Linked DNA regions of Mus musculus: regions 2, 3, 4, 5, 6 and 7 are each linked to region 1. Evidence: chromatin contacts called from public HiChIP or PLAC-seq and promoter capture Hi-C data. All regions are on one chromosome and are shown on one strand. The core of a region is the stretch at or near the end of the contact, and the rest is flanking DNA. Distances in the headings are between cores, read along the strand shown.

Region 1 (2,742 bases), core at 160-2,659:
TCAAAGCTTGAGAGAACTCAGGACCTGGATAGAATTTGGCCAAGGAGAGACTCTGTCACTCTCCACCACTACCAGGACCACATCTTTCCTCAATGTTTAATGAAAAGAAAACTTAGATTCTGGTCTATTTTTTAATTACTTTATTCCAGCCAAATTAATTTCTCTCCTTTGAGTCCATAGCATCTACTATACTATTTGCCACACAGAAAATTTTCAGATGGTATCTTAGCCATTCTCATAATCTTATGTCATTGTGCACACATGCACACAAGCTCGTTCCCAAGGACCATTAGGGTAGTTACAGAGTCTGTGCAGCACTCGGATAAAAGGAAGAGATTCACTGACATAGGGTACTCAGGTCTCTTCAGTTATGACTTCCGATCTTCCCCCACATGCTGCCAGTGATGAAGGACAGCTAATTGTTGCCATTGTTGTGCTTTTTTTTCAACCCTGCAGAACTTGATTCTTAAGCCAACACTAGGAGTGTTTCAACACACACAACTTAGAGGCTTGTTATTTGAGAGTCCCTTAAAGGTAAGCAATATCCAGCGTATTCTCAGGGTATTGAGAAATCATAACCCCAATGAAATACGAGTCATAGTTGGCAGGACAGAATATAAAAGGTAAGTATTGTTGAAGGTAAGAACCTTTCTTTACTGCTAGTGGGAGTTAAATGGATACTTTGAAAGCACAGTAGCAGACTTTCAGAGTTCACAGATGGACTTATTAAAACAGTCTAGAAACTCCACCCTTTGATTTCGACTTCACTCAACAGAAATGAAAGCATTTACACACATAAACGGGTACGTGAATGCTTATAGCCAAAAGGTGGGAACACTGCTGTGCCTGGCAACTGTTGAATATATTAACAGGAATGCAGTGTGTGATACAATGGAATACACTTCCGTGATAAAAAGGAATAGAATGTTGACTTGTGCTATACCTCAGACGAACCTTGGAAGCATTGTGCTAAATGAAAGAAATCAGACACAAAGACCACATATTGTATGGATGTTTTTATTCTAGATGTCCAGGCTAGGCAAATTCACAGAGACAGAAAGTTAAGTACTGTTTTCTAGGGCAAAGGTTTGTGGAGATGCACCTAGGAGTAGTGATTGCTAAAAGGTAAAGGTTTCTTTTTGAGATAGTAAAAATATCCCATCACTGTGATAATAGTTGCAACCTAAATATGAATATTACTAAGAACCGCTACACCATACACGGGCGAAAAAAATAAAATAAAATCCCATCGATTATTTATTTCAAAGACTGAAATTTGGGACTAAACATCCAAAAACCTTGTTATTTCAAATCCCCGCCGCCAACGAACTGGGGGGCTCCCGGGCAGGTCTCAGGCTCACGTGGGAGGTATCCTCGCCGCAGCAGCGCTGCAGAGGTTAGTCGGGGCAGTGTAGGACGCGGCTCCCGCGGCCTCAGGTCACTGCGCGCCCCTCCTCCGGGCCTGAGTCACGGCGTCGCCCGAGTCCCCACGCGAGGATGCTGCGGTGAGCGCCGTCCGGACGCCGCGGGCCCTGGGGCGCAGCGTGGGGCTCCCGGCCGCCCGCCCGCCTGCCCGCCCGGTGCGGCCGCTCGGGACTGCTCGGGACAGTCGGCGGCCTGCGAGCCCTGGGCCTCCATGGCGTTCACCCGGAAGAGGCAGCGCGAGCAGCAGCTGCAGCTCTACTCCAAGGAGAGGTGCGCGGGGCGGGAGGCCGGGCCGGGCGGCAGCCGGGGACTCTCCTGCAGGCCGCGGCCGCCTCCGGGGCCGCAGAGCCGCGCGCGGGTGGGCCCGGCTGGCGGGGGCGCCTGGGGACGCGAAGGCAGGGCGGTCCCCGCGCCCGCCCGCCCGCCGTCCCACGCCGGCGTCTCCCCACCGACCCTCCGCGCCCTGCATGGGAGGCTGTTGGGGAAGCGCGTGCGGCGGGGCGGCCGCGGTCAGCCGCGGCCCAGGGAGGACGTGGGTAGAGCTCCGGCCTCCCTCAGATCCCGTCCCCGCACAGGAAAGCGCACTTCCGCCCCGTGGGTCCCTCCCAGGGCGGTTGGTTTTGTGACCCAGCTGTGGTTCCAGCGGGAACGCGGGCTACATTTTTGTTTGTTTGTTTTGAGATGCGGGTTTGTCTGTGGGAGCCGGGATCCGACGGTCACGTTGTTGCTGAGTGGATCCAGCGAAGCAGGCTATGCCAGGAAATGCAGGTGCAGCTTTTATTCTGGGTGCTCTGCGGAGGCTTCACCTGTAGCTATTGCTCAACCCGCCCTCTTCCCCAAGCCCCGCATCTCTCTCTAAGATGTAGTGGGCTGGCAGGGTGGTCCGCGCTGAAATTACCTTTCCACCTCCGGAATTTAAATGGAATTTCTTTGTCTGGCACCCGACGACTTGTTAAGACTTGTTGGTGCTCTGTGTTACATTGAAGAGCATTCAGATTAACATTTGAAATGTTTTAAACGCGTGGCCTGTCATGTTTCTAGGACTTAGTCATTTGTAACAATCCTGTGATAAACAGCGAAATCGGACAGGGGGTGTTTTGTCGTAGATTCTGACTTATTTTAATCGTCTTACGCTGCTCTGTAATGTTAGAGGAACTCGCTGCCCCGGTTATTTCCAGCAAATGCTGGTTTGTTTACATATTATGTACATATGTTCACAGTACTCCAAGGTAGGAGTGCTCCCAGCCCAAACATTTATCAGCTGCCAGCATCAACTCTTCCCTACACTCAGCACCAGCAGCTGATTTCTACTTCCTG
Region 2 (2,742 bases), core at 128-2,627, 1.9 Mb before region 1:
AAATGGAGATGAGATCCACAAATAAATGAGGCAGTATATCCTGATAACAACATTCACCTTGCAGGAGTATCGTAAGGACGTGTTGTTTTTTTTTTGTTTTTTTTGTTTGTTTGTTTTTTCGAGACAGGGTTTCTCTGTGTAGCCCTGGCTGTCCTGGAACTCACTCTGTAGACCAGGCTGGCCTCGAACTCAGAAATCCACCTGCCTCTGCCTCCTGAGTTCCGGGATTAAAGGCGTGTGCCACCACGCCCGGCTAGGACGTGTTGTTAAAAGGACTGTTCAACACTAGATTTCCAAGAGGCACCCAATAGGTGTCGATTGTTGTTAATAAATATCAGTTTGGTGCTCCAGGGAGAAATTGTTTGGAATAAGACTTTTGGAAGACATGGCTCTCTGTGTGACCTTGGGCAATCTACAGTTTCCTGTGCAGATGCTATGTCCTGTGCAGATGCTATGCAGGCAATGACTCGGGACAGGACTCACACAACTAACTGATGTTAACCTTGAATCTAAACTGACACATAGTCACATTTTACCAAGTTAAAGTCAACTAAATTAGACCATATGAAACTGAAGACAAAAACTGGGTTGCTATTCACTTTCGTACTATTTATATAATAAAGTTATTAGAAAACCTATGATCCAGAGTTCCCAGTGTGGAGATGTTTAACCCAATTAAGGAAGTAAACTTTAAAGTTATGTCAGAGCCAATCAGCAGAATCACTTTATATACCCATTTATGTGTAGAATATGTATCCCTGGATTTAGTCTTCATCATTAGAAAAAAAGTGTTAAAAAAATGTGTCTTCCTTCCCCCAACCCCCAGTGGCCACCCATAGACGGCCATTAGTATTTCTGTGAATTCCTGCTGACAGCCAAAGAAGGGTTCTTTACAAATCCTACAACTCCAACTTCCTAAAGCTTTGTGCTGCTGTTCTCAGAATCATCTTGGAATGGACTACAGAGGTCTGGCTGGCAGGCTTACTTAGGCAGCGTTGTAAAAGAGAGAGCGGCACAACTGAAAAAGATCTTGTTGGCAGCACCACACAGGACGAGTGTTCTTTATTTTTAAAAAAGGCCTATAAATATACAATTTAGCTCTTTGGTCCTCAGCTAGATTCAGTGTGGGTTTAGGGTTTGTGGTTCACATTAGAGTGTCTGAATCCTGGAGTCTGGCTTGTTTAGGAGCTTAGTCCTCCCAGCTAAGGTCAAAAGGAATTGGAAAATTCACCTTCCCTGGTCTTCTGACAGAACTCTGGGATGTGTTTTTGGAGGTCACGTCTCTGCAGCCTTTTTCAATTAGCCGAACTCTAGATGGACCTTTTCATCTTCCTGGCCATGTTCTGAGAGAAGGCAGCAATTGAGCAAACATCTGTGAAGGGCAACTGGCTTGTGCTAATTGTTGTTGGCACAAAAACTTTTTTAAAAAAAGTGTATACCTCCCTCCCCCAAATGGTTTTATTTGACCAAGAGTGAATTTGTAAGAAAGTAAATCTAGTTCAATTTGTTTTCTAAACATCAGTTCAGCTTGATATAAGACTTTGTACCCAAAGTCCAGCTGCTCCAGACTGCCAGGACAAAATAAATAAATATATTAATTGCTTGGAAAAAAATAACAGAAAAAAAACCCAGCTGTGACTAATGGAAAAAACAAGCCAATAAATGGAACCCCGAGTGTTATTGCACTGTGGAAGATTACCAGTGAGGCTGGAATTACATACATTCAGAAACCCATACAAACAGACATCTCAACTTCTTACCCCGAGAAACCGCAAAGACAACTAAAGACTAAGCTCTTCTTCCATCTGGAGGTGACGCACCTGTAAACATCCAAGACAGAGGTATACACAAGTTTGCCTTTTCTTCTCCCTCACTTTGCCTTCTTGGATTTAGCAGTACTAGTTGGAAGAATGTTGGGAAGACTCACATATATGTTTTTGGTCAGGAGGATAAAGGAAACACACAAGGTGCTGACAAGACCACTAAAGCTTTGCATCTAAGTGTGGTGGTCAGGCAGTCCCAGACATCCTTTGCCCAGCCTCCTCTGGAGGTTGGGGTTTGCTGTTTGAACTCTGACCTTTGTTGTCTAGCTAGCTCTGACTCATGTTGCAGAACACAGTTCAAAGGCTACTCCTCAGCAAGGGTCAGCATCCTGCTTGTGTGTTGTCCTGCCTGCTCTATTTTTGTACTTTTCCATCACCATCATAGACCTTTTCAGATCCTGCTCTCATGAATTGATAGGATGTTTGGTGATTTGGTCAATATCTGCCTCTTTCTCTGGATTGGGGGATACATAAAAGCACTGTTCACAACCCATCTAGAGAGCAATGCAGAGTTGTCTCTTAGTAAATACAGTGAATAAACTAGCAGGCCCCCTCAAAGAACACAATGATGGCTATGTGTCAGGTACTGTAGCCAATACCTTCATATTTCAATTAACCACTGTGCTGCTCTACAAAGTTTCAGTCCCAAACAAACAAACAACTAAGGCCTTAGTTAGGCCTTCTATTGCTGGGCTAAAACACCATGAACAAAAGCAACTGTGGAAGAAAGCGTTTATTTGTCTTACATTTCATATCATAGTCCATTACTGAAGGAAGTCAAGGTAGGAGTTCAAGGCAGGAACCTAGAGGGAGAAGAGGGAGAGGGGGAGGGAGGAGAGGGGGAGGGGGAGGGAGAGGGAGAGGGAGAAGGAGAGGGAGGAGAATCAGTGTGCAGTGTCAGCCACCTGGAACTAACTGG
Region 3 (2,742 bases), core at 140-2,639, 1.8 Mb before region 1:
GGGATAGCATTGAAAATGTAAATGAGGAAAGTACCTAATTAAAAAAAAAAAAAAACAACAACATACACACACACCCTGAAACCCACAGGCCATGTGGGTGCTGCAGCTGTCCAGGAGGTTTTTTGTTTGTTTGTTTGTTTTTGTTTTTTGTTTTTCTTCAGACAGTGGAGGAGTAGGTCAACTGATGTTTTTCTCCTTAGCCTCCATCCACTTCCTGAAGACGTGATACGATATTTATTTTTTAAGTTAAGGCCCCAACAGGCAGTAAAGGATAGCAACCCGGCACCTTAAAATTTCCCAGCTAATCAATCACCCCCGCCCTGTTTGAGGAACTCGATGCATCCATTAATCTCACAGACACTGTGGAGTGTGCATGGGCTATGTAAAAGGCAAAGCATACTGCAGGCCTGAGTACTAACTTACTATGCAAATATATCTGCTATCGTGGAGGAAAGGAGCTTAGGGGTTACTGAACAGGGCTGGAACACCAGGATGAAGCATTAGCCTGAGGTTGGGACACACGCTTCAGGGGTAACGACTTGACCTCTTTGGATCGGGGAAAGTTCCTGTTTGTTTCGTAATGTGTGTGCATTTCATTATTTGCGCGACTTCACGAGGCGCTTGGGAGCGGTGTCCACAGCAAGGTGAGCCTGCAGCAGCACCCCAGACTTAGAAAGTGGAACCAAACACCCCATTTCATTGTCTTTGAAATATATTTAGTAAAAATTTCTCAAACTATACCTATGTCTAGTTGCTAAATTATTTTTCGTGAAATGTTTGTTGGACTTATTTTGGGAAAAATAAAATCCATATTCATTTTCCCTGTGTTTTAAGGACGGATTAAAAAGTAAAACTCGCTCAGATAAGCTGCCACCACCACGCTTGGCCCCATGGTGGTGGTGCATTCTTGCAAGCCCAGTGTTTGCAAAGTGGAGCGAGCCCTGTGCAGTTCAAGGTCATCCGCTTCTCCACTGGGAGGAGTTTGAAGCCAACCTGGTCTCCTTGAGACCCAGTCTCACAAAACCAAACCCCAACAAAATTGACCGGTAAACGATGGCCAATAAACCATTCGACCAGGGAGTCTTGTTGGGTTCCCGGTCTCAATCCCGTTCCCAAAGCAAGGCAACTCCATTGGGAAAATTGTTTGGAGCAAGGGGAGCACGGGAGACAGGGCGGATTTTGGAGTCTCCAGGCTTTTGAAAGGGTATTAGGACTTGGGTGCAGCAGGCTTCCCGTGTTGCTGCAGCCCCAGTTTGATTTTCGCAGGCTTGCCTGTCCCGATTGTGGGGTGAGAGGGGGTGTAGGTGGGAGTGTAGGGCGGGGGGCGTGTCCTCGAGTCAGACACGCCCCCACCGACCTTAAAACGCGCAAGCCTGCGCCGGACCGCTGCCTCTCGCGCTCGCGGGGACTGCCACGCTCAGTGCGGTCCCCAGCCCCGCGCCTGCCGCTCCCGCACCCGTGTCGCAGAGCTGCCCATGGCTGACCTGAGCTTCATTGAGGATGCAGTCGCCTTCCCCGAGAAGGAGGAAGACGAGGAAGAGGAGGAGGAGGAGGGCGTGGAGTGGGGTTACGAGGAAGGTAGGCTCGTGGGGCCGCTGTCGCGGCTGCTACGCCCCACGCGGTCCCCCACTTGCCCCTCCGTGGCTGCCTGAGTGCTGTTCGCACCTGCTGCACCCAGGCAGCCACATCTCCCAGCCTGGAGCAGACGTGCAACCGAGTTGCTTTCTAGTCTTGGGAAGTATAACCAAACGCACTTCAGAAAAACCGTCCCGAATTGCAGGCTGGATCTTGGGGACTTTAAAAAGAGTTTTCTAAATCTGTCTTCGCAGATCCAGGGCTTCGAATAGTCATTAGTGCCCGCCCATGTTTCCTGTATACACGGAGAAAAGAGCAAAAGAACTAATATGTATGGGACACTGTATTTGCATTTTAAACAAGTGGCGCTCATTAGCGTTACAGGTTTTCTGTTGTCTCTGAGCATGTGGGGCTTTGAGGAAATTTCCCAGTACTGCACATAATTGAACTGATGAGCAGAAGAAATTTCTGAGGTATCTTTTTTCTAGTCACTTCAAGATGGCATAAGTTTCTTAGATCCCTACATCAAAGCGTCTGTATGCACAGACAGTAGAGGATTTTGTGTGTGATATTTAACAACAGATCACTCACGTAATGAATGTAAAAACCCACACACATTTCTTATATTTCATCTACATACAGATGATAGTCACAGCTATAATGTTAAGGATTATGAGATTTTTGTGTTATATTTTACTGTCATTAACCTTAAAAAAATCCAACCTAGTCTCATTTTGTCTTCAGGTGTTGAGTGGGGCTTAGTGTTTCCTGATGCTAATGGGGAGTACCAGTCACCTATCAACCTAAACTCCAGAGAAGCCAGGTATGACCCCTCACTGCTGGATGTCCGCCTGTCTCCAAATTATGTGGTGTGCCGGGACTGTGAAGTCACCAACGATGGACACACCATTCAAGTCATCCTGAAGTCAAAATCAGGTAATTTGGAACACATGTTTCTGCACTTTTATAAGCAAGCTCTGATTTAACTTGTATGGTTTTAAAGGCGACACCAACACAGTTTCTATTTTCATGGTCCTTATAAGTTGCATTTTTCTGGGAATTATTTTCTAATAGAGTTCTCAGGGGCTAAGAGGGTGAAGTGATGATTATCTCAGCTGGCTGTTCTTCCAAAACTGTGCCTGGAGCTGCCTCTTGCTCAAACAAACA
Region 4 (2,742 bases), core at 151-2,650, 1.6 Mb before region 1:
TTTATCTTCAGTATTTTTAATATTAATATCATATTGCAAATGGAAACATTATCTAAATTTTTGCTTTGTGTGTAGGCCACAGACAACCATGAGTACTGTCACTCAAGCATCATTTTCCTGGGTTTTTATGACAGGGTATCTCATTGTCTTAGAGTTTGCAGTATAGGATAAACTGTGATCCTCAGGGAGCTACCCACCCGCCGCACTGGAATTAAAGCTGTTTTTTTCATTTGTTTGTTTTGCCTTTAAAGCATTGTTCTAGGGATCAATTTGAGATCCCCATGGTTGCAAAGCAAACACTTTGCTGACTTAACTCAACTGTTTTCAACACTTCTCTAATACTCCAGATCTTTGTACTGATAAACCGGGTTGCCTCCATCTTAGGATGAAAGCCATCTTAAAATAAAAACAAACTGGATTCATTCCTGTTTGTTGGGCATTGAGCTATGCACAGACAACCTGGTTTCCAGTTGAGGCTAGATGTTGAACCCTGGGACTCGGTGGTAATAATTCACCTATATGGGACAGAAGGAGTTCTCTCATGTCTCCTGGAACCCTGGCTCCTGTCAAAATTACCACCCCCTCAGCCCCCACAAGAGAAGCATGGCTAGTAGTCTTGTAGGCACTGTCCTAAGCTTCTGACCTTCAGGCTAAACTCCTCCCCAGTTACCTAGCAGCAGTAAAGATAACTGCATACCAAAAGAGGGGTTGCTTGGCCCTACCTCGCTCTCTTTCTTCTCTTACACTTACTTTCCTTTCCCCTCTCCTCTCTTCTCCTCTCCTCTCCTCTCCTCTCCTCTCCTCTCCTCTCCTCTCCTCTCCTCTCCTCTCCTCTCCTCTCCTCTCCTCTCCTCTCCTCTCCTCTTCTCTCTCTCTCTCTCCTCTCCCTCTCTCCCTCTTACTCTAGCCTTTCTTCTCTCTCTCCTTTTCCTCCTTCTCTCCTCTTGCCCATGGCCTGTCTCTCTCTCTCTCTTTCCACCTTCTCTCCATTCTCCCTGCCTTTCTACAATAAAGCTCTAAAACCATAGGATGTCTCTGTTCATCAAGGCCCGCTGAGCTTAGATGATGGGATAGGCTTTCCTCTAATGAGCCGTTTCTAATCTCCTGATGGAAGGCCATCCTGTGCTCCAGTCAAGGCCTGGACTAAGGACTCTTGCCTCCCTCCCTCCACCCTCTACAGGCTACAGGCTACAGGGTGTTGCTCTGGGGTCTATAGTCAGGGGCTGCCCCTTGTCCACTCCCTGTCGAGTGGGGTCAGTGACTTAGATGCCCACCCGGGGCCGAGTGGAAAGTGTCTGGCAGCCCTCCCACATCTGCCTGCCCAGAGGATAGGAGGGACTCTGGCCGGATGTGGGCTATACTCTCTCCCCCCTCCTTCCCCTACCCCTTTTAGTTCCCACACCTGTTTATGATTAAATCTGTTTCTCAAGGATTGGACTACCTTAACCTTAACTACAAATGGTTCTGTAATGCCTGTTCAGGAAACACCTACTGTGTCTTTGATTTAAAACATTGTTATGACTTCTTTGCTATAATGTCTTTGCCTCAGGAGATGGTTATGATCAACCTCTTATGCTTATGTTCTGTTTCTGTAACACCTGCTATTTGTCCAACCCCCTTTGGAAACCCCCTACTTTGGGACTATAAAATCCCTTATCTTACCTATGTCCAATGCTGGTCTCTAGAACCCCACCTTTAGGGAGAGTCAGCCTGTATATACAAATAAAACAAGCTTTCTTTAATTAATTGATTTTTTGCTTTAATTAATTTTTAGATCGAGATTTGGGTCAGTGGTCTTTCTTCTCACATGTGTGGGATTAACAGTATGAACTCTTAATACAGAAAACATATGTTCCTTGAGTCTGAAATTTACTGGAAACTCTTTTGCTCAGTTAAGTATATAGAAGAAAAGCACATAGTCTATGGGAATTGTAACTAGAGAGTTTGAAAAAGTGTCTTTGATTTATATCTTAATTATTCATTTATTCAGTTCCTCCATATTTAGTTCATTTTAATAATTTATATGGTAATGTGGACTCTAGAATCAAAGAACTATCTGTTTGAGTCTAAATCTACTGTTTGCCAGATGTCTGACCTTGGGAAATTTATTCAGCTTCATTAAGCCTAAATTTTCTGGTCTGTAAATTAGACTATGCCATAAGTCATACTTTGTGATGATAACTAAATCTCAAATATTAATAATGTTTGTGATGTATAATTTATACTTTTTAAACATTTCAATTTGAAATCAAAATCATGAACTCAATGAGAATTTATTATTTATGTTCTGTGTAGCATAAATTATATAAGATGCTGCCACAGTTCAGTCAGAGTCTTAGTCTACATGTACAAGATGACCCCCATGTCCACAAACAATACATGGCTTCAAGTCATGACAATGTGAGGGATTAAAAGCATAATGGTTTCTTGGAATCACATACTAGAAATTCTGTAACTTACAGAAGGGTTAGATAAATCTGTAGGGCTAAGTAAATGATAATATAAATCAGAAGATGCTGGTAACCTTGGTAACCAAAGCTCTGGGCTTTAGGGCCACTTGTAGGTAGGTGAGGAGATACCAGCACAGTTAGGAATCCTTGGATATCTTCTCAGCTTAAATGGAAACTAGGAATTATTTGGTCATTATACCAGGGATATGAAAGATTATATTGGCCTGAGTATAAAGATAAGGTGTGATAGAGATACATGAATAAGCTCATGCAACTATGGTGTGGATAAAAC
Region 5 (2,742 bases), core at 92-2,591, 1.6 Mb before region 1:
TGAGTTAAATCCATTTAGCCAGACTCAGAAAAACAAATCTCACTTTTTCTCTCAGATGAGGTGTTCTAATTTCAATGTAAAAAACGTGAAAGTAGAAGAGAGACTGGAATGTGGGAAAGAATGAATGGGGGCAGGTAGAGGGAAACAGGAGATGGTAACATGGGCTAATTAGTACATGCTATATGGAGAATTTTATTAAACCCATGATTTGTGTAATTAATATATACCAACAAAATGCAGGAAGAAAAGACTGGGAGTGTGTTAGAGTGCTTGTTTAATGTTTAAAACCCTGGGTTCACTCCTCAGCACTATGGGAAAATGGGGTGATTTAAAACACACACACACACGCACACACACACACACACACACACACACACACACCAGCAAAGTAAAATGACAGTACTCCCACAAATAAGAATCTTTAGGATATATACATATGTTGACTTCTATTAGTTTTCCCTATTGTTTTTATTTTTGTATTTATTTTCAACTGATCCACAAAGTCAAAACTTGTACATATTAATATATTATTTTGTGTTAAAGTATTTATCTTTTCAACATTTATCCTTTCTTTATGGTGAAAACTTTCAGAATATTTTCTTCTAGAGCTTTAAATGTGCAATATGTAATCTATAGTTATCTTAGTAGGACAGCATGCTGGATTCCTGTCTATCTGTAACTGTGCCCAGTGAGGAACGATTCTTTATCTTTCTATTCTCAAAGAGGAATTTTAAAACAGTGTTTATGACAATGTTTAAGTGTATATATGTTAAAAGATGAACACGAGAAAAGACACAGATGATAGAAAATAGAGGCAAATGAAAATTTCAGATACTAAATATTGAATTTACTGTATATTATGAAAAAATAAAGCAAGCAGTTAAAATGAGCTTGACACTAGAAATCTAATGCAGAAGGAAGGAGAAGAGGGTGGAGGGAATGGCTGAGTGGCCTTCTTAAGCATGTGTGAGCTAAGACCGAGTGGCTACAATATATGTAATAGAGTTTCAGAAGGAGAGAGAAGGGATGATGGGTAGAAGAAATCCTTGCAGATAATGACCAAAGTATTTCTCATCTTAATGAAAAGGGTAAGGCTTAAATATATGAAGAAAAATTAATCACAATCAAATGTTTTTAAAGTCAGTGAGAAATACAAAAATATGGAAATGATTCTTATTAAAATGGACACACTTTCCACACTGCAAGGGTCCTCAGCTTCAGCACTGTAGGAAATGTGCAGATAATTCCTTGATTGAGGGAGCATTCTTGTATTGAGAATGTTTAGCAACATCCTTCACCTTTGCCCACTAGATGGCAGTAACAACACCCCTCAGTGGCAATCAAAGTGTCTGCAGATGCTGTCTATTTCCCTTGGGGAGAAAATTGCCCCCTATCAGGGATCACTGTCCATAGGAGCACAGATGAAAATAATTTCAGAGTTCTTATGAAAAATTTGCAATCCGGATGACAACAGTACACAGCTTCAAAATGTCAGAGGAGGGGACTGTCAAATTGATATTCTGTATTCCCTTAAAATGTTCCTTAGAAAACCCATTTTTATTTCAATAAAACTACAGCTGAGAGAATTCATTGCCAATAATCTTGCACTATAAGCAGTGTGAAAGAAAGTTCTCCTGGCTTGAGGGAAACGATACAAGTAGAAACAGTTTTATAATGAAATAATGCCAGATATGGTGAATATGAAGAGAAAAATATAAAATGCCATTTCCTCTGATATTTTTTATGTCCTTAAAATATTCTTGTCAATTTCGATCAAAAGCAATACTGTACACTGTAAGATTAGTAGCAATGGGACAAAGAATGGTACAGAGGGAGAAACATGTGCTATGCATGAAGAGGTTCTCACTTGAAAGCAACTTGTGCTAAGTTATTGTAGATATTCATGCTACAAACTGTCCAGCAGTCACATTAGTAAATACATATGTTGAGTCAGAGATATCAAGGATGGGATGTGATGAAAGAATTACTCAGTTAATGCAGAATTCCTTGGTGGAGAGGAATGAAGAATGGATCACGTAGGAAATGCACAGACTTACATCCAAATATGTCAATGAATATGTGAAATAAAGTAGTCTAAATATTCCAGCTTAAAAACAGAAATAACCAGACATCAAGAGTTAGCTGTATGCTTTCTAAATGTAGAAACAGTTTTCTCCAAAAAAAAAGGGGGGGGGTGGTAATTCTCTACTGCATCAACAATATGGCTAGTGTCATGAAAGATTCTTTCCTAAAGAACACTAACATTTTATTTCATTTTTACATTATAATGTTTTAGCCTCATTACATTTTAATCTTTGAGGCTGAGCAACACAGGCATATTTGTAAAATTGTGAAAAAAGTGAGCACTGGGGACAGCTGCGAGGAGTTGTAGATTGTCAAAGGAAACATCAGGTTTTGCCCCAGAGATTAACCACCCTGAACCGGCTAGTCCAAATAATGCCAGTGGCAAAACACCACTCCCCTTGAAGAGTGCTTCTTCCTTTGTTTTTGAAAAAAATTCAATATATTTGATCATGTTTTCCCTTCTCCCAGTTTCTCCTATTCACTTCAACGTTATGCTTTTCTCTCTTTCAAAAATAAACAAATAACAACAACAGAACAAGAAACCCAATCCTTGCCCTCCAAACAACACAAAAATAAAAAAAAAAAAATTAACCCAGCAAAAGGCCAATGAGACAAGACATGTCAAAATAAAGCAACATGAAACAAAAATAGCATTGC
Region 6 (2,742 bases), core at 141-2,640, 1.5 Mb before region 1:
TGGAGATAGTTCTGGGATAAACAGAATGGAAGCCTAAAGGTTGCTTGTGCTTAGGGCAAGGTTGGCCGGAATTGTTCAGAGAACTGAATGTGGGGTTAGGCTTCATCTGGGGGTAGGGGTTGGAAGGCATGTGAAAAGATATCTTGGAGAAAGATGTAGTTAAAATTGTTTTAGTAACACATTTAAAGTATGATTTGTGATTTCTAAATTTAAAATGTTTAGTCATTTACCTGTGTGAATCTTTGTTTAAGAGATTCTCTATACCAAGGAATGAAGGCACAGCACACTTACTTCCCTTCCATATGCTTAATATCTAAGATGTAAGCATTGCAGTGATAAACATACTTAATACAGATCATTTGAAAGGTCATTTGAAAGGTATCTTGAATTATTAGGTGCATAGCCTTATTATTTGTATCAAATAAAAACTTATTTTCCTTTCTCTTAATGTTTATAGAATACACCCAGAGTTCATTTGACAATGTATCTAAAAGTTTGCCTTTATTTATGCATGAATCCCTCAGTTCTGTGTGAACATTTGGCAGAAATAGCATTTAAAAATCGTTTTATGAGTAGAAACTGTCCTTTTATACTTTGGTATCATTAATAAAGATCCAGACATAACAAATGTTATGGGAACAACTGAAGTAAGTAAGTAGGGTGTGGTAGCTAGAGCAATGAGTACCAGAAATATGCTTCTATGTTGGTTGTTGCCTCACTATGGAAGTACAGAGACTACTGGTAAAAATAGACAAGACAGGTATCCACCCTGAATTAACAGGTGACATACTGAATCTGAAATGAGAAACCTTCCAGCGGACTTTGAGACACTTGCCTTTTATGCAAGGAAAGGAAGATGAGAAAACGTCACAGGTTTTAGGTGAGCAAGAGAAGAAGAGGGATGTCCTTGTTTTCATGAAGTGACTCAGTTCTCATCATTTGTCTAAATGAGTGACAGCCTCTTTTGCATCTCAAATCTAGTAAGTCATATCTATGACAGACAGGACCATGAGCAAGAGGTGCTTGTATGAGGGTTGTGAACTGCTCTGGGAGTATCAAAATGGTAAGAATTCATCGGCACTGCAAACATATCATTAAGAGATTAGAACCAGGAAATCAGACAAGTATTTCAAATGCTACTTGAATAGCTGATTTATAATAGAAGAGCCCATGCGTATGCATGAATTTAATATTTCTAGCACACATTGGCCCACTCCCCACCTATAATTTCCTCTTCTTCTCTGACCTACTTCATGTTAAACATCCCTAGTTAAGAAAATGAGAGGTCTGATTAGCATCAGTGGTGGTCACTGGGCCAGTAAGTACACATGCAGTGGTTTCAACGGAAGAAATTGGGGACAGAGCTAATAATACTGAAATACTGAAAAGTGGAATCTAGTTCTGAGTAATGAGGATGTGGTTTGTGAAGTCATTTGGTCTGCCTACAGAGCTGAGATGACTTTTCTAACATGGAAAAAAGTACCATGAAAAGTCTCTGGTGCTTCTCTTAATCCAATACTATTTAAAAACCATGTGACAGCATTGGAATTGCTCTTCTCTATCAAATAATTTCCTGAGGATTTAATCTATAGATTTTCTTTTGTCCTAGGCAAAAAAGGAAACCTCTGTCTCTTTTTGGTATCTGCATTATTAAGTTTTAAACATTTTCACTTCTTTCTTGCAGAAAGATGCTATTTTGTCATGCTGTTAATGTTTTCTTTCATTTTTTTATCCAAAGTTTCTAGAGTTTCTTGTTTTTATGTAAGCAAGCGTTGGGATGGATGGGAATTCACTAATGTTTTTATGCTGCCTTCCTTATATCTGTTCAATAAATGAATCTTCCACTAAAAATGTCCAAGTTGAAATGTCTGTTCAAACTCTACACCATGCTCTCTTTCTATAAGAAAACATGAAGGCCAGATATATTTTTATTGTCATTTTGCACCAAAGCAGAATTTAACCAACTCTTCTTGTGGAAACAATGATGAGGGGGATGCAGTCACCTATCTGAGCCTCAGAGTGAATGTGTTTTCATTTGCTTAATCTGCTCCATTGTGGCTTTGTATTGGTGCACAGCTGAAATTCCAGGACCCATGAGGCTGAGGATCTTGAGGTTAAACATAGCCTGAGCTATAAGAGAAAGCTTTTGACTTGCTTGTATAAAGTAAGTCAAGCTACCGAACATGTTGCATTGGCCACATCAAATTACAAAGATACAGTTGGTCTACAGAAGGACACTAGAGAAGATTACTCACAAGTTCTAAGCAATTTCATCTGTCTGCAAATATTCCTGGTGGATTGTAGATACTGACCTGGAGATCTGCTTTAAACAGTTCATGTTTGCCTCTCACATGAGCAGAATAAATTGCATTAGAAGTGATGAATGTTGACAACCTTATGTTAATGCCACAGGAAGAAATCTTTACCTTCCAATGAGTCACCTTGGCCAAGGAGAAAGGGTGGCACTGGGTGGTAAGTTACTATTTCCTGACATTTTTTATTTTGTGTGTGTGTGTGTGTGTGTGTGTGTGTAAACAAATTGAATTGATGCCTAAGAATAGTTGAGAAAAAATGTCATTAGCGATTGTCCTAGACTTACAAACAGTATGAGAAAATGATGAAGCCACCTATTCAATGACTGTAATCTCCAGGCACAAGAAAGAAAATAGGACATTTATTCTGCTGCACAATTCTCCTGGATCTGCTTCCAGGAAACGGCATCTCAGCAAGTTCTAAAAACAA
Region 7 (2,742 bases), core at 92-2,591, 1.1 Mb before region 1:
TCAAATGTGCAGGTAAATATGTATTTCATATGTATTTCATATATATTGTATTATATATACTATATATCACATCTATATTATAAATATATATATTTCAGAATGCACAGGCTCTGCATGAGTACTCACATATATATTATAGCTTCCAGGTTAGTACTTTAATGATATTCCTAAGTGTGTGAATGAATGGTCTCTGATTCTTGTGGCCTCTCTTGGGCTCTTTTCCTTCTGTTGGTTTGTCCTGTCGAACACTAGTGTGGTGGCCTTTGTTCTATCATATTATATTTTATTTTGTTATAGTCTTTTAAAAAAATGAATGAAAGGAAACCTAACTACTTTAGTAAAGGTTAATATCTCCAGTGTCATTTATATCTGGTGTGAGAGGGAAAATGAGTTTTCTCCATTGCAGCAATACTTGGTATATCGCTCCAAGGCAGACTTCATGTTTAGACCCAAATATAATGAACTCCATAGTTCTTTTCTGTGCTTTTATTTGGTTATAACTTGGGTTTTTTGTTGTTGTCGTTTTGTTTTGTTTTGTTTTGTTTTGGGGGTGTTGTCTTACTTTATGTTCTTGGTTTTGTTGTGCTGTTTTTTGTTTTGTTTTGTTTTATATAAAAAAAAAAAGAAAAAACAAACCTTAACCTTGGGTGATAGGGAGGAGGGGTAGATCTGGAAGGACTTGAGGGAGGGGAAGAATATAATCAACATATATTTAAAATTAAAAATTACTTTAAATAATAAAAATACAATTAAAAAAGAATTAAACCAAAAAACCATAACTTCTAAACCTAGTAAAGTTGCACGTGCCAATAAATTCAGTACACAGGAGGATAACTAAATAAAAAGCCAATCTGAGTCACATGGCAATACCCTGTCTCAAAAAATAAACAAATAAACGACAACAGAAAAAAAAACATAACTTTAGAGCTTCAGCTCTAAGCTACATGTTATAGACACAGACATCTGAATTTCTAGGTTTAGTGTAACGATCATTAATCTAGTTACAAATATTTTAAATAGAGATTGTAGCAGTTATATGAAAATTGCCTTCTGTCCTCTTTAACTCCTCATGTTTACATCTCAAATCTGAAACATGAAAGCAGCTATTATTAAAAACATCTTACAACACTCAGCCATTTATAGTTCTAACAAAATAAGAAAAATTAAACTCAAGATTTAAGAATAACTGCTGAAGTTTCCACTCACGTCTGGACATGCAGGATTTGACAGTGAGTATGCCTGTCTTGTAGGTTTTATCTTGTTATTTTCCACCGGCTGGTATTCCGTTTACTCTCATGGAGCTTCATCCCAGATCACACTTTGGAGGCAGCATAGCCTTGTGAGACAGTAAGTATTTCAAGATGTTGGAGTGGATCTGCTGCTTTCTGGCTGAGTATGTTAAGGAATTTTGAGAACCACAGATCAGATTACTTCTTTAGAGTTATACAAACAATGTTGACTTCCAAGCCATTCCATAAAACTTTACATACTTTAACTTCATGCTCCTGTTTTCTTGAATACTCAGTTTGGGTTGGGATTGGCCCTGTATTATTTTTCTGGCCAGAAAAATAAAGAAAATTGCAATGATACATGCCCTATAGAACCTCAGCTGTAACCCTGCCTATTCATTGCTTAATAATTCTGAACTCCGAACCAAGAAGACTAGATTAGATCATTCCATTAATTTAATGCCAATCTCATGTTTAAGGACAAAGAAGTTTGTTAGCAATTAAAACAAAGAATGAACACCCAATAACATAAAATTGAATTCCAATGTTTTCTTTGGCTCACTAAGCATATTTGTCATTTTATTGGACTCATTTCCAAGAAGTAGAATAATAAGACAGTCTGAAATTCTGCTAGGAGGGAGTGCTAAAAATGAGAAATCACCTTGTCCTAAAATAAGCTCTTAGGCTTCTGGAATGTACTGCCAAAACCCTCAGTTCCTTTCCTCCGAGGTCTGATAGCTTTCTAATCTCAGCTGCATAGAAGTTCCTTCATGTCATGGAAGAATTACTGCACTTCCCCCAAGAAATCTAACTTACTATAACGTGATAACAGTGCCTGCTGAGGAACATGGCGGAATCTTAGATAACCATCTGTGCTTCTAGCTGTTCCTTTACAAAAAGATAAAAGTGGGACAGAATCAGGTTTAGACACTTTCTTCACTCACCATGACTTTCAAGGCTCAGGTATTAGACACATCTTATTGATCTGAGAGTAGTGATGGGAGTTTTAGGTTGTTAGTATACAAGGAAGTTATAAATTCAGGTAATTTTGACTTTTTTCATCCCTCAGCTTCATGGGAAATTGTTGGCTAATAAATTATGTTAATTTTTTAATATTCATGGCGGTTTATTTCACTACACCCCAGAGCAATGACACTACCCTTCCTTATCTATATTCTGACTTTGGGTTTTCTGCAACCATTCTCCCTATTCCCTATTCCATACTCGGTATCCAAACAAAGATATTTTTCTAAGTGACAGCTATCATAATCCATTGTTTAGCATCCTTGAGAAATGAGTTTTCTACTTCTGAATAAGAAAGTGCCACATTTAGACTGTCAATTTAGAAAATGATAAGAAAATAATAAATGTCAGTCATTTAGACTAGTACATAATATAAGGCTGACTCATAGAGGTGTGCCATAAGCCAGGATTCCATAATTAGAATTTGCATCCTGAAGATATGAGAATAACACTTAGTATACCACACTTAGTATACTACACACAGTATATC

What was found. Promoter capture Hi-C pulls out the DNA fragments that hold promoters and counts their contacts. HiChIP or PLAC-seq counts read pairs in DNA pulled down with a chosen protein or histone mark.
Region 2: a promoter capture Hi-C map of liver shows a contact between it and region 1, with 5 times the contacts expected there. The contact joins the enhancer-like site here to the promoter of Nsmaf in region 1. A contact is called at or near these places in 14 of 39 promoter capture datasets (the 3T3-L1 cell line, the C10 cell line, HPC-7-derived erythroid cells and 9 more), 1 of 15 datasets of contacts at CTCF or cohesin (large pre-B cells), 7 of 115 datasets of contacts at active chromatin or transcription factors (the 230-238 cell line, cardiomyocytes, double positive thymocytes and 4 more) and 2 of 9 other capture datasets (embryonic stem cells and liver).
Region 3: a promoter capture Hi-C map of stem cell-derived epiblast-like cells shows a contact between it and region 1, with 4 times the contacts expected there. The contact joins the promoter of Car8 here to the promoter of Nsmaf in region 1. A contact is called at or near these places in 8 of 39 promoter capture datasets (the 3T3-L1 cell line, cranial neural crest, embryonic stem cells and 5 more), 1 of 115 datasets of contacts at active chromatin or transcription factors (embryonic forebrain) and 1 of 9 other capture datasets (embryonic stem cells).
Region 4: a promoter capture Hi-C map of liver shows a contact between it and region 1, with 4 times the contacts expected there. The contact joins the enhancer-like site here to the promoter of Nsmaf in region 1. A contact is called at or near these places in 8 of 39 promoter capture datasets (cranial neural crest, hippocampal neurons, liver and 4 more), 2 of 115 datasets of contacts at active chromatin or transcription factors (the 230-238 cell line and large pre-B cells) and 1 of 9 other capture datasets (embryonic stem cells).
Region 5: an H3K4me3 HiChIP or PLAC-seq map of pro-B cells shows a contact between it and region 1, with 8 times the contacts expected there. The contact joins the enhancer-like site here to the promoter of Nsmaf in region 1. A contact is called at or near these places in 8 of 39 promoter capture datasets (the HPC-7 cell line, HPC-7-derived erythroid cells, cranial neural crest and 5 more) and 3 of 115 datasets of contacts at active chromatin or transcription factors (large pre-B cells, pro-B cells and stem cell-derived neural progenitor cells).
Region 6: an H3K4me3 HiChIP or PLAC-seq map of the 230-238 cell line shows a contact between it and region 1, with 8 times the contacts expected there. The contact joins the enhancer-like site here to the promoter of Nsmaf in region 1. A contact is called at or near these places in 3 of 39 promoter capture datasets (cranial neural crest, frontonasal cranial neural crest and liver) and 3 of 115 datasets of contacts at active chromatin or transcription factors (the 230-238 cell line, large pre-B cells and stem cell-derived neural progenitor cells).
Region 7: a contact with region 1 is called in a promoter capture Hi-C map of the 3T3-L1 cell line, with 2.7 times the contacts expected there. The contact joins the promoter of 8430436N08Rik here to the promoter of Nsmaf in region 1. A contact is called at or near these places in 2 of 39 promoter capture datasets (the 3T3-L1 cell line and hippocampal neurons).

What each region holds. Positions count from the first base shown.
Region 1 is chr4:6,452,938-6,455,679 of GRCm38.p6, reverse strand. Nsmaf (neutral sphingomyelinase (N-SMase) activation associated factor) reads left to right here and starts at 1,409. Exons shown (of 31, transcript NM_010945.2): 1 at 1,409-1,695. The coding sequence starts at 1,637.
Region 2 is chr4:8,360,841-8,363,582 of GRCm38.p6, reverse strand. No RefSeq gene overlaps it. Among named protein-coding and RNA genes, the nearest start is that of Gm42252, 58 kb to the left of the region's middle. Within about 2 kb of position 1,377, at least 10 of the 459 cell types and tissues checked have an H3K27ac peak or open chromatin away from gene starts, as enhancers often do. A contact at or near this core is called in liver, where this site is marked.
Region 3 is chr4:8,237,688-8,240,429 of GRCm38.p6, reverse strand. It overlaps Car8 (carbonic anhydrase 8), which reads left to right and starts at 1,389. Exons shown (of 9, transcript NM_007592.3): 1 at 1,389-1,578; 2 at 2,320-2,511. The coding sequence starts at 1,476.
Region 4 is chr4:8,071,864-8,074,605 of GRCm38.p6, reverse strand. No RefSeq gene overlaps it. Among named protein-coding and RNA genes, the nearest start is that of Car8, 170 kb to the left of the region's middle. Within about 2 kb of position 1,400, at least 6 of the 459 cell types and tissues checked have an H3K27ac peak or open chromatin away from gene starts, as enhancers often do.
Region 5 is chr4:8,003,935-8,006,676 of GRCm38.p6, reverse strand. No RefSeq gene overlaps it. Among named protein-coding and RNA genes, the nearest start is that of Gm23860, 180 kb to the right of the region's middle. Within about 2 kb of position 1,341, at least 2 of the 459 cell types and tissues checked have an H3K27ac peak or open chromatin away from gene starts, as enhancers often do. A contact at or near this core is called in pro-B cells, where this site is marked.
Region 6 is chr4:7,911,484-7,914,225 of GRCm38.p6, reverse strand. No RefSeq gene overlaps it. Among named protein-coding and RNA genes, the nearest start is that of Gm23860, 92 kb to the right of the region's middle. Within about 2 kb of position 1,390, at least 25 of the 459 cell types and tissues checked have an H3K27ac peak or open chromatin away from gene starts, as enhancers often do. A contact at or near this core is called in the 230-238 cell line, where this site is marked.
Region 7 is chr4:7,559,287-7,562,028 of GRCm38.p6, reverse strand. It overlaps 8430436N08Rik (RIKEN cDNA 8430436N08 gene), which reads right to left and starts at 1,341. Exons shown (of 3, transcript NR_040645.1): 1 at 1,207-1,341.